Regions from separate parts of the Mus musculus genome. Here regions 1 and 3 are each linked to region 2. Evidence: chromatin contacts called from public promoter capture Hi-C data. All regions are on one chromosome and are shown on one strand. The core of a region is the stretch at or near the end of the contact, and the rest is flanking DNA. Distances in the headings are between cores, read along the strand shown.

Region 1 (2,845 bases), core at 271-2,770, 370 kb before region 2:
ACCTTGTGCTGAGTAGGAGGTCTCAGACATCATGGTCTTTTGGAAACAAAATGACTATGCTTTATTGCCCGTTGAGGGAGTCAGCATGTCACAGCACTAGGAAAGGCCCAGGTTTCTCCTGTTACCACGTGGGACCTGGGAATTGACCTCAGGTGTCAGACTTGGTTGGAGGCCGGTGCCCCTTACGTCGAGCTATCTCGCTGGCCCTGTGGTTATTCTTATGGCCACCCCAGTTTCATTCTGTGACAATAAAACTGGCTTAAGAAGTAATCAGGATCGATATATGTGTTCAGACAGTGATTGTCATGCCATGCACAGCTGCCTGATTTCTAATGACAGAAACCAATGAAACAAAGGGGGGTGGGTTGAAAGAACTCAGGCACAGTCACATGCTGGAGCGTCACACTGCCATTCAGAGGCGCGCTCAGGAGACTTAATGCTACAGGGATAGCCTCGCACGGTACTTTCTAATTCTCAGCTAATGTTATAAAAAGATTAGGAAGAAATATACCAGAATATTACCTCTGATAGGTCTGATTAAAGTGCATTTTATTTTCTATGCTAGCAAGGCAAGACTCTTAAAAACTCTCTGGCTCCCCCTTCATTCGTGTGGCCAGTCAGAGGTTGTAGATATTATTCTTTTTAAATTTTACTTTATTTATTATGTGTGCTGAGGGGCAGGGGGAATGCACACGTGGATGGACAGATCTTCCGGTCTGATGGTAGCCTTCGTAAGGCTATTTCAAAAGGAAAGTGAAAATGGCTTACTCTTTCAGGCCAGGACATGATCCCCTTTTAGTGAGTGAGCGCAGCGTGGATGCCCTTGACGAGTCTCCTCCCTGGACCTCAGTTGAGAGGTCACATGGAGAAGAGGCAAGAGGCTGTAGCAGGAGGCGGGAAAAGTGGGCTCTATTTTTGGCTCAGTCATGAGTCAGCTTGATCAGCTTGGGCTCCTTTGGGCATCCGTGAGCCTTTGTTTCCTCATCTGCAGAGGGGACTTGAAAGTCATGAAAGGTCTTGATGCTCCAGAGTGCATCTGTTCCCAAGGACAGAGGGTTCCTTCACTCTTGTGGGGACAGCTGAGGGGCTGAGCCGGTCGACTCTGTCTTCCTTGGAGTTAGGTACTTTTGGCTAAAGGCCAGTGCAGGGTGGGATTGAGTGGGAGCATGGCTAGCTAGCCAAGCTGGGAGGGGGAAATTGACTTCATCTGGCCACTAGAGGGCAGCATTGTTTGATTACATTCCCTTGAGGAGCCTTGGCTTGCGTGCAGGATTCAGAGTCTAGCATTTTAAAGGAAAAAGGACTTTGGAACACACCCTACAAAACATCAATAAATACATAGCAGATGTGAGATGACAGAGGGAAGGATGGCAGAGTGGTCTGCGTAAAGCCACACGTTGCTTTTTTTTTTTTTTGGCCCTGCATTACGTAGCACAGAAGATGGCTGCAGACAGAGCCAAGGGTATGATATGTGGGCCCTATAAAGAGCAGGCATGTGGTTGAGCGCAGGAAGTCAGGCTCCTGCCTGTAGTGTGTGGTGGAGCGCAGGAAGTACGCATGCATGCATGGCTGCCCCTGTCTTCACCCATCTGATGACTGCGTAGATTAAAACCTAGCTTGTGCTGGCTCCTGGGGCTGTCTCCTGCAGATGTTCTTGCTACCTGCCCTCCAAGGTCCGAGGATGGCAAAGCTTTCCAGCAAGCCTTCCAGCTGGTGCCCAAGCTGTTTGAGTTCGTAACTATTTTCCTGGCTTTGCAAGAAGTGTTTGCAACATTGTGTTCCCACCTTCTGGAGGCTTCCTTTCCTCAGCCCTGGGCTAACTTTAGTTTTGATCTGCAAGTGCCCACTTACCTTAAACATTGTGGTAAAGTAAAATTGTGTACTGTCCTGGGAGCCTGGCAGCTAGGCAACCTTGGGCAGGCCACTTCCTCCCAGTGAGCTCAGTCTCCTACTGCAGCTGCGTCATCTTCGCTAGAGGCGAAAACCTGGCATTGTTTTCTTTTTGTTGTTGTTGTGTTTGGCAATGGATACCCATTGATCTGTGGCCTGGAACAGTGCAGGGTGTGTCCGGCGGTGAAGGAAGAGCCACCTTTAGAGTAGGTACATTCACCCATGGGGCATGCCCAGTGCTTGCCTAAAGCCAAGGGCAGCAGGGTCTGCCCACCACCAGATGGCAGCAATGGGCAGGCAGACAGCCTTGGGGACAAGGTGTGTGTGTGTGTGTGTGTGTGTGTGTGTGTACAGCATTTAGAGTAAGAATTAGCAAGGTCAGAGCTGAAGGGATCTCAAATCCTCGCTGGGCTTTGCTCATGAGATGAGCTGAGGTTGGCTCTTTAGCTGGCTGTCCTATGGGAGAGCCGGAGATTGGGGTCTGAGCTAGAAACAGTGGGGAACAGCAGAGATGCACATTTCTTTGGCTGTCTTGATTCCCACCCACCTACACACAGCATGGGCAAAGGGCTCTGTTTTGACCAGGACCTCCCCTCATTAGTTCTCCTTGAGGTCAAGGCTTCCAAAGCCTTGCTGGAGACAGGCTGAAGAGAGTAACATCCAAGGTTGGAGTAGGGGACCGGTGTTTGCCAGGCACCCGTCATATATCAGCACTCTGCCCAGTTCTGGTTTGTCACATACAGATTCCTCGTAGTGTCCTGAGCTAGGATCCCTTGCCCCTGCACTCCACATGCAGTCCAGGGCTTAGCAGGGTTGAGCGGCCTTTTCAAAATAGCATAGATACTTAAGAAACAACGTGGACCTGTGAGCCCCCCCCCCACCCCGGTCTGGTCTCACCTCTCACCACATTATTTCCCCTCCCTGTGACCTCACTGGGTGTGTAGCAAGTGGCTGT
Region 2 (2,700 bases), core at 105-2,604:
TGTGCATGTGTCTGAGCATATATATCTATGTATCTGAGCGTGTGTGTGTGTGTGAGAGAGAGAGAGAGAGTGTGTGTGTGTGCACGCGCGTATGATAGTGTCTGTGTGCACTTGTGAGAGTGTGCAGGTCAGAGGACAATCTTAAGTACTCTTCCTCAGGCCCCACCCACACTACCCAGATCTGCCTCTCAGAGTAGCCTTCCTGTGGCAGTGCATAGGGTACAGAGAGGGCCTTTGATAGGATTTCCAGCTTCACAAGTAAGACTGAGAAGAGAATTCCACTCTCCTAAGCCCTCACCTGCCTGCTCTCCTCTGGGCTGGGGAGGACTCAGCTTTCTCCTGAAAGGGGAGATGCCTGCCTCTCCTAAAAAGAAATACTAGGGACCCAAGAGACTAGAAAAATGGGGACAGAGGGATGTCATGAATTTACACACTCAGACACGCACCAGAGTGTTCGCTCCTCTCCACATGACCCCTGAGAAAATCTTCTATTATCTCAGGCCCAGAGGAAGTCCCTTGCCTGGGGACATGCCCTTCTGCCCCACCCCCACCCCCGGGCATCTCTTACCTGGCCTTCCATAACTGTTGTGACATCCTCCACTGCAAGGGACATCTCCTGGTATGTGTGGCTAGATGAGAAATGAGCTTGGCATATGTAAGGAGTTAGGAGCGGCCTTGCTTCCACTCACCCCAAAGCCCAGCCCTCCCGATACACTAAGCTCCTGGGTTCTTGTGTGCATGAAGGGACCATGGGTGAGGCAGTGACTTACCTGGGCTCAGGAGCAGGCTCCTGTTGCAGCTCTGCACTGATTTTCCATGTGAGTGCTGAGGCTAGGGAGGGACCATATTCTCCACACCAGGTAAGACCCCCTTTGCTGGGGGCTCCCACTGTATTCTCCCACTGGGCACCCACCCCACCCTCACCCCAACCCACCCCCATTTTCTGAAGCCCTTTCTTTCTCCAGCTCTCGGGACCCTTCCAGAGAAGGTTTCCTTCCTTCCACCCCTTGGACCTTTGGACCTCAGTTGTCTCTAGTTCTCCATCTCTTCTCAACTACCTTATCTGGGTCCCAGGCCTGGCTGTCTAGATGTCTTCCTCCCCTCTCACAGGTCTCTGCCCTTTCTCACACACCTTCTTTCTCTTCTCTACAACCCGGCCCAGACCTGTTCGCTTAAACATTTTCCCAGCCCCAGATTCCCCCGGTTCATAACCCGTCTCACCCTGGTGCTGCACCTCTGCAGTGGACTCAACCCTAAGTAGACAAAAGCAAGAGAGAAGAAGCAAGCATCGTCTGGGCATGCGGGCTCCCATCAGGGTGCCAGGCAATCAGAGAGCCTGGCCCAGGGCTCTGCTCCTAGGTGGGTCACACCTCCACTGGTGGCTGCAATCCTGGGCAATCTTGCCCTCTCCCTTAGGCCCTCCTCTCAGGCTCTTGACTCCTCCCCAGGCTAGGGTGACAGGCCTGCCCAGCTCATTACCATAAGTTGAGAACCAGGCTACAGACCAGTCTTTGTCCTTCTATGCCTTTGTAACTACCCTTCCCCAGGGAAGGCCTCTGGGGGAGCAATGAGACAAGCTGGGCAGACTCCAATTCCCTCACCTGGGTCCTAGAAGCCCCTTCCACTGGAGAGCAGACATTTCACTACTTGCCTCTCTCCTTTTACAGAGGCCCACTCCTCCGAGGCCTGGGAAGAGCCACTCAGCAGTTAGAGACTGGGCTCAATCTGCAGAGAGGTTGTCTGTGTGTCCATAGCCCCCCACCCCCTGGCTTCATCTGGGCCCCAAGTCCCCATCCTCTGTTCAGTAAGAGCTTGGATGGGCAAGGCCTTAGTCCACAGTCTTGCCGGGAAATACTGTGTGAAGGACCAAGATGCTTGGCTGTTCCCATCAAAGCCAGAGTGGTGACAAGTTGGGTTTTATGAACAAGAGGTACTTCCAGGAAGAACGGGCTTCTCACAAGCCCCAGGGTAGGGCTAGAACTTGGGATGCACACATTCATTTAGCAGATTTGTTGAGAGTCTGTTTTGTGCCACCTACTGTTCTAAACATATGGTGGGCAAGCTGGCCTCTCGAAGACACTGGCTGAGAGTCAAGGAGAGCGTCCTGCAGAACACAGGGTGGTCTCAGAGTAGAGACATTTGTGGGAAAGGAACCCACACCCAGTGCCACACCAAAAAATCAAATGGGAAGTCATTTTTAAAGGATGGCTATGGTGCCAGGAAAGAGGGGTTGAGTGGCTATGGGCTGCGTTCTTCTGGGTAAGGACATTCCCCCTCCCCGGGTTCTAAATATGAAACCAACAGCCATGTGATATACTTTGGAAATTCAGAAGTGGCTAGAGAAGTGGCTCAGTAGTTAAAAGGACTTGTTGCTCTTGCAGAGCATGGGGGTTCTGTTCCCAGCATTCACATTGCATACAACTGTTTATAATTCTAATGCCAGGAACCCTCTTCACAGCCTTCACAGCAGCAGACATGCACACTGTGTGTGTGTGGTTGTGTGTGTGTGTGTGTGTGTGTGTGTGTGTGTGTGTGCAAGCAAACATTCATACGCAAAAATAAAAATAAACTTCAAAAAAGAGAAGAAAAGGGGTTGGAGAGATGGCTCAGTGGTTAAGAACACCGACTGCTCTTCCAGAGGTCCCGAGTTCAAGTCCCAGCAACCACATGGTGGCTTGCAACCATCTGTAATTGGATCTG
Region 3 (2,912 bases), core at 122-2,621, 440 kb before region 2:
AGGCACGTTTTCTTCTCTTGGCCCTTCCATAGGGTCGCATTTTGCTTCTCCTGGAGTCTTCCCTGATCGCTGTGGAAGCCAGGCTGCTCCCCCTTGAGCTCAATTACAGAAACAAGGAAGGGAGATTGTCTCACTTTCCTCTCCCCCCTGGCCCCATGTAGACTCAGTGATACTGTTTTCTAAAAGGTTCTCTTCAGAGATCATTAAATTAGACAAATGGTCCAGGCTTTGTGCTCAGTGGCCCCAGCAAACCCTGTTTGACTTGCTTGGAGGAAGGTTTGGCAGCCATGAATGAGACGGTGATAAGGCCTCGGTACACAGCACAGAGCAAACAAGACTGCAGACACTGGGGTCAGCAGCCATCGATTCTCATAGGGTAACCTCTCCCATCCTAAAAGCCCAGACAACCACTTTCCTGATGATTCCTAACAATGCTGAGCACTGTCCTTCCCTGGGCAGAGAAAGACACATTCTCCATCTGTTTTGTTCATCTGGGCAGAGAGCCACATCTCCCTTCTGTCCAGTAAGGGCACCCTTCTTACTGTCTGCTAACCAAATGGGGCATCCTAAAGCATTCGACTTGGCTCTTCCAAGTGGAACTGAGTCCTTAAAATTCGTTAGAAGATTTATTTATTTTTATTTTATGTGTGTGTGTGTTTTTCTTGTGTGTATGTCTGTGCACTGTGTATGTGCCTGGAACCTGACTAGGCCAGAAGAGGACATTGGATCCCCCTGGAACTGGAGTTGCAGATGGCTGTGAGCCACCACGTAAATGTGCGGAATTGAATTCGGATCCTCTGGGAAGAGCAGCCAGTACTCTTAACTCCAGTCCCTTAAGTACTTTTATAATAACTATCTTAGTAAAGTTGGGGGGGGGCTCTGTAAGATTCAAGACACATCCCTCATACCCCCACAAAACTAAAAGTGAAGTAATTCTTTGTGTTCTTTAGTCTGATGTTTGAAGCACACTGAGACAAAGAGTTTCCTGGGCTAGGGGGAGGCCTTGGGTTCTGCCTCCCCACCCATGTGTCTTTAGACAAATGCCAAAGCACAGCTTTGTCATGGCCCACACTAACTAGGCTAACTTCTCAGTGAGTATGAGATGACCCTCAGTCAGGGGGTTTGAGGTGATGGAGCAGAGATACTCATGTGGTTTTCAGTTATATATATTTTTAAACTACTGAGAAATGAGGTGGATTTAAAATGAAGCATGCACAGCACCACATTTACACAAACGTGTCCCCAGCTCTTCCCAGAAAGCCCTGAGGTGTTATCTGCCCCGAGAGCTTGCTGAAGGCATCATGTGAGTTTACCGTACTGGCCTGTGTGTTTGGTAGCACAGGAGAGATTTGCATCTTGTCTCTGGTGTCTAAGCACATTCGTGTCTAGCTCTCCCCAGAAATCCCCGGGTGTTATCAGACACAGGCCCAAAGCATCATGTGAGGGTGATAGTCTTTTCAGGGTGGGGACTTGGTAGATTTGGATCTTGAGGACTCCAGAGAGTTTGTCTCGGCCTGACTTCTCCCATTAACCGCGTTTCCTCTTCAAGTTAATGTCTAGTTGAATCGGACAGGGCTTGGAGCATCTGTGGTGGTTTCTGTGAAAGCGTGTCTGCTCTGTGCTCAGACCTTCCTGGTGACGAGCAATGAGGAAAGTCTTGTGTCACCGCACCCCTCATTTCTCTCACATACACATGTGCTGATTGTATTCTTTCTGAACAAACACATATGGAATTATTGTTAGCTTGAGCTTCGTCTCTCACAGGACGTGCTGGCACCTGGGCCTTCTCAATGAAGGGATCTTTTGTATGTTTTGTTTTCTGCAATAGTCATTTTTTATCTGAATAGATGTTTTTCCCTTAATTTTCAATACAAATCACATTTTAATATTAAAAATACTTTTCTTGAACCCAATTCTCAATACTGCATGGATACTGGACTCTCAGTCTCTCTGTAGCATGGCATTAAATGCTCATCAGTGAGCTACAGAGGTGGCTCAGCAGCAGTGGCTGCTCCTGCAGAGGACCCAGGTTCGGTTCCCAGCACCCACATAGCTGCTCACAACCATCTCTAATGCAGTTCCAGGGAATCTGATGGCGTCTTTTGGCCTCCACATGCATGCAGTTGGTGCACAGACATAAATGTAGACAAGCATCCATCTGTTCATAGGATCTTTAAAAAAAAACTGACTAGATCAGCCTGAGAACGGCCTCCTGCATCTGACCGATGCGTGGCAAGCTGCCACAGTGTGCTCTCTGCACACCCACACTCTGTTGTTGAATAACTCGGCGCTCAAAACTCAGCAGGGCTTTTGCTGTGGACTAGAGTGAATGATGGGAAATTCATAAAGTATCAATAAAAAGTTATAAAAAAATCAGCATATATGGGGGAGAGGGGCCTGAGAAACTCCCACCCTGAGTTGCTTTTGCCAGTGGTGGCTGGTAGGGCAGCGGGAGTGCAGCAGTGGTGGCTGGTAGGGCAGTGGGAGTGCAGTCCGCCTGTGCTCCAGTGGATGACCCCACACTCATGGTTTATGAGCAGCATCATAGGACTCTGTGTTGTTTAAAAAGAAGAGGATATCAGGTTGGAAGATGTGTTGGGGGCTGGAGGCGATCTGAGTGGAGGGTGGATCTGCTAAGATACATTGTATACATGTAAGAAACTAGAAACAAAATAAAACAAAACAAAAAAATCACTACCACCACAACAATTATTCCACAACAACAACCGCCCCCCCCAAACCCAACCCAAAACTTATTTGGGGATTTATCTCATTAGTCAGAACTTGCCTGACAAGTGTGGGACCCTGGGTTTGATTCCTAACTCACACTAAAACAGAAAGGTAAGTAATGACAAAGCCAAGGACAGTATCTTGATTATAACTTAAAAATTATTGTACAAGACAGTGGGTCT

The links. Promoter capture Hi-C pulls out the DNA fragments that hold promoters and counts their contacts.
Region 1: a contact with region 2 is called in a promoter capture Hi-C map of embryonic stem cells, with 2.9 times the contacts expected there. The contact joins the enhancer-like site here to the promoter of Otog in region 2. A contact is called at or near these places in 19 of 39 promoter capture datasets (the 3T3-L1 cell line, 3T3-L1-derived adipocytes, the C10 cell line and 12 more), 7 of 115 datasets of contacts at active chromatin or transcription factors (bone marrow-derived macrophages, embryonic stem cells, epiblast stem cells and 3 more) and 3 of 9 other capture datasets (adipose tissue, embryonic stem cells and liver).
Region 3: a contact with region 2 is called in a promoter capture Hi-C map of neural stem cells. The contact joins the enhancer-like site here to the promoter of Otog in region 2. A contact is called at or near these places in 6 of 39 promoter capture datasets (the 3T3-L1 cell line, the C10 cell line, cranial neural crest and 3 more).

Annotation. Positions count from the first base shown.
Region 1 is chr7:46,605,891-46,608,735 of GRCm38.p6, reverse strand. All of the region lies in intron 8 of Sergef (secretion regulating guanine nucleotide exchange factor), which reads left to right. Among named protein-coding and RNA genes, the nearest start is that of Sergef, 32 kb to the left of the region's middle. Within about 2 kb of position 1,520, at least 138 of the 459 cell types and tissues checked have an H3K27ac peak or open chromatin away from gene starts, as enhancers often do. A contact at or near this core is called in the HPC-7 cell line, bone marrow-derived macrophages, embryonic stem cells and 5 more, where this site is marked.
Region 2 is chr7:46,239,641-46,242,340 of GRCm38.p6, reverse strand. It overlaps Otog (otogelin), which reads right to left and starts at 1,354. Exons shown (of 56, transcript NM_013624.2): 1 at 1,222-1,354; 2 at 771-831; 3 at 569-629. The coding sequence starts at 1,312.
Region 3 is chr7:46,674,535-46,677,446 of GRCm38.p6, reverse strand. No RefSeq gene overlaps it. Among named protein-coding and RNA genes, the nearest start is that of Tph1, 8.6 kb to the right of the region's middle. Within about 2 kb of position 1,371, at least 27 of the 459 cell types and tissues checked have an H3K27ac peak or open chromatin away from gene starts, as enhancers often do. A contact at or near this core is called in neural stem cells, where this site is marked.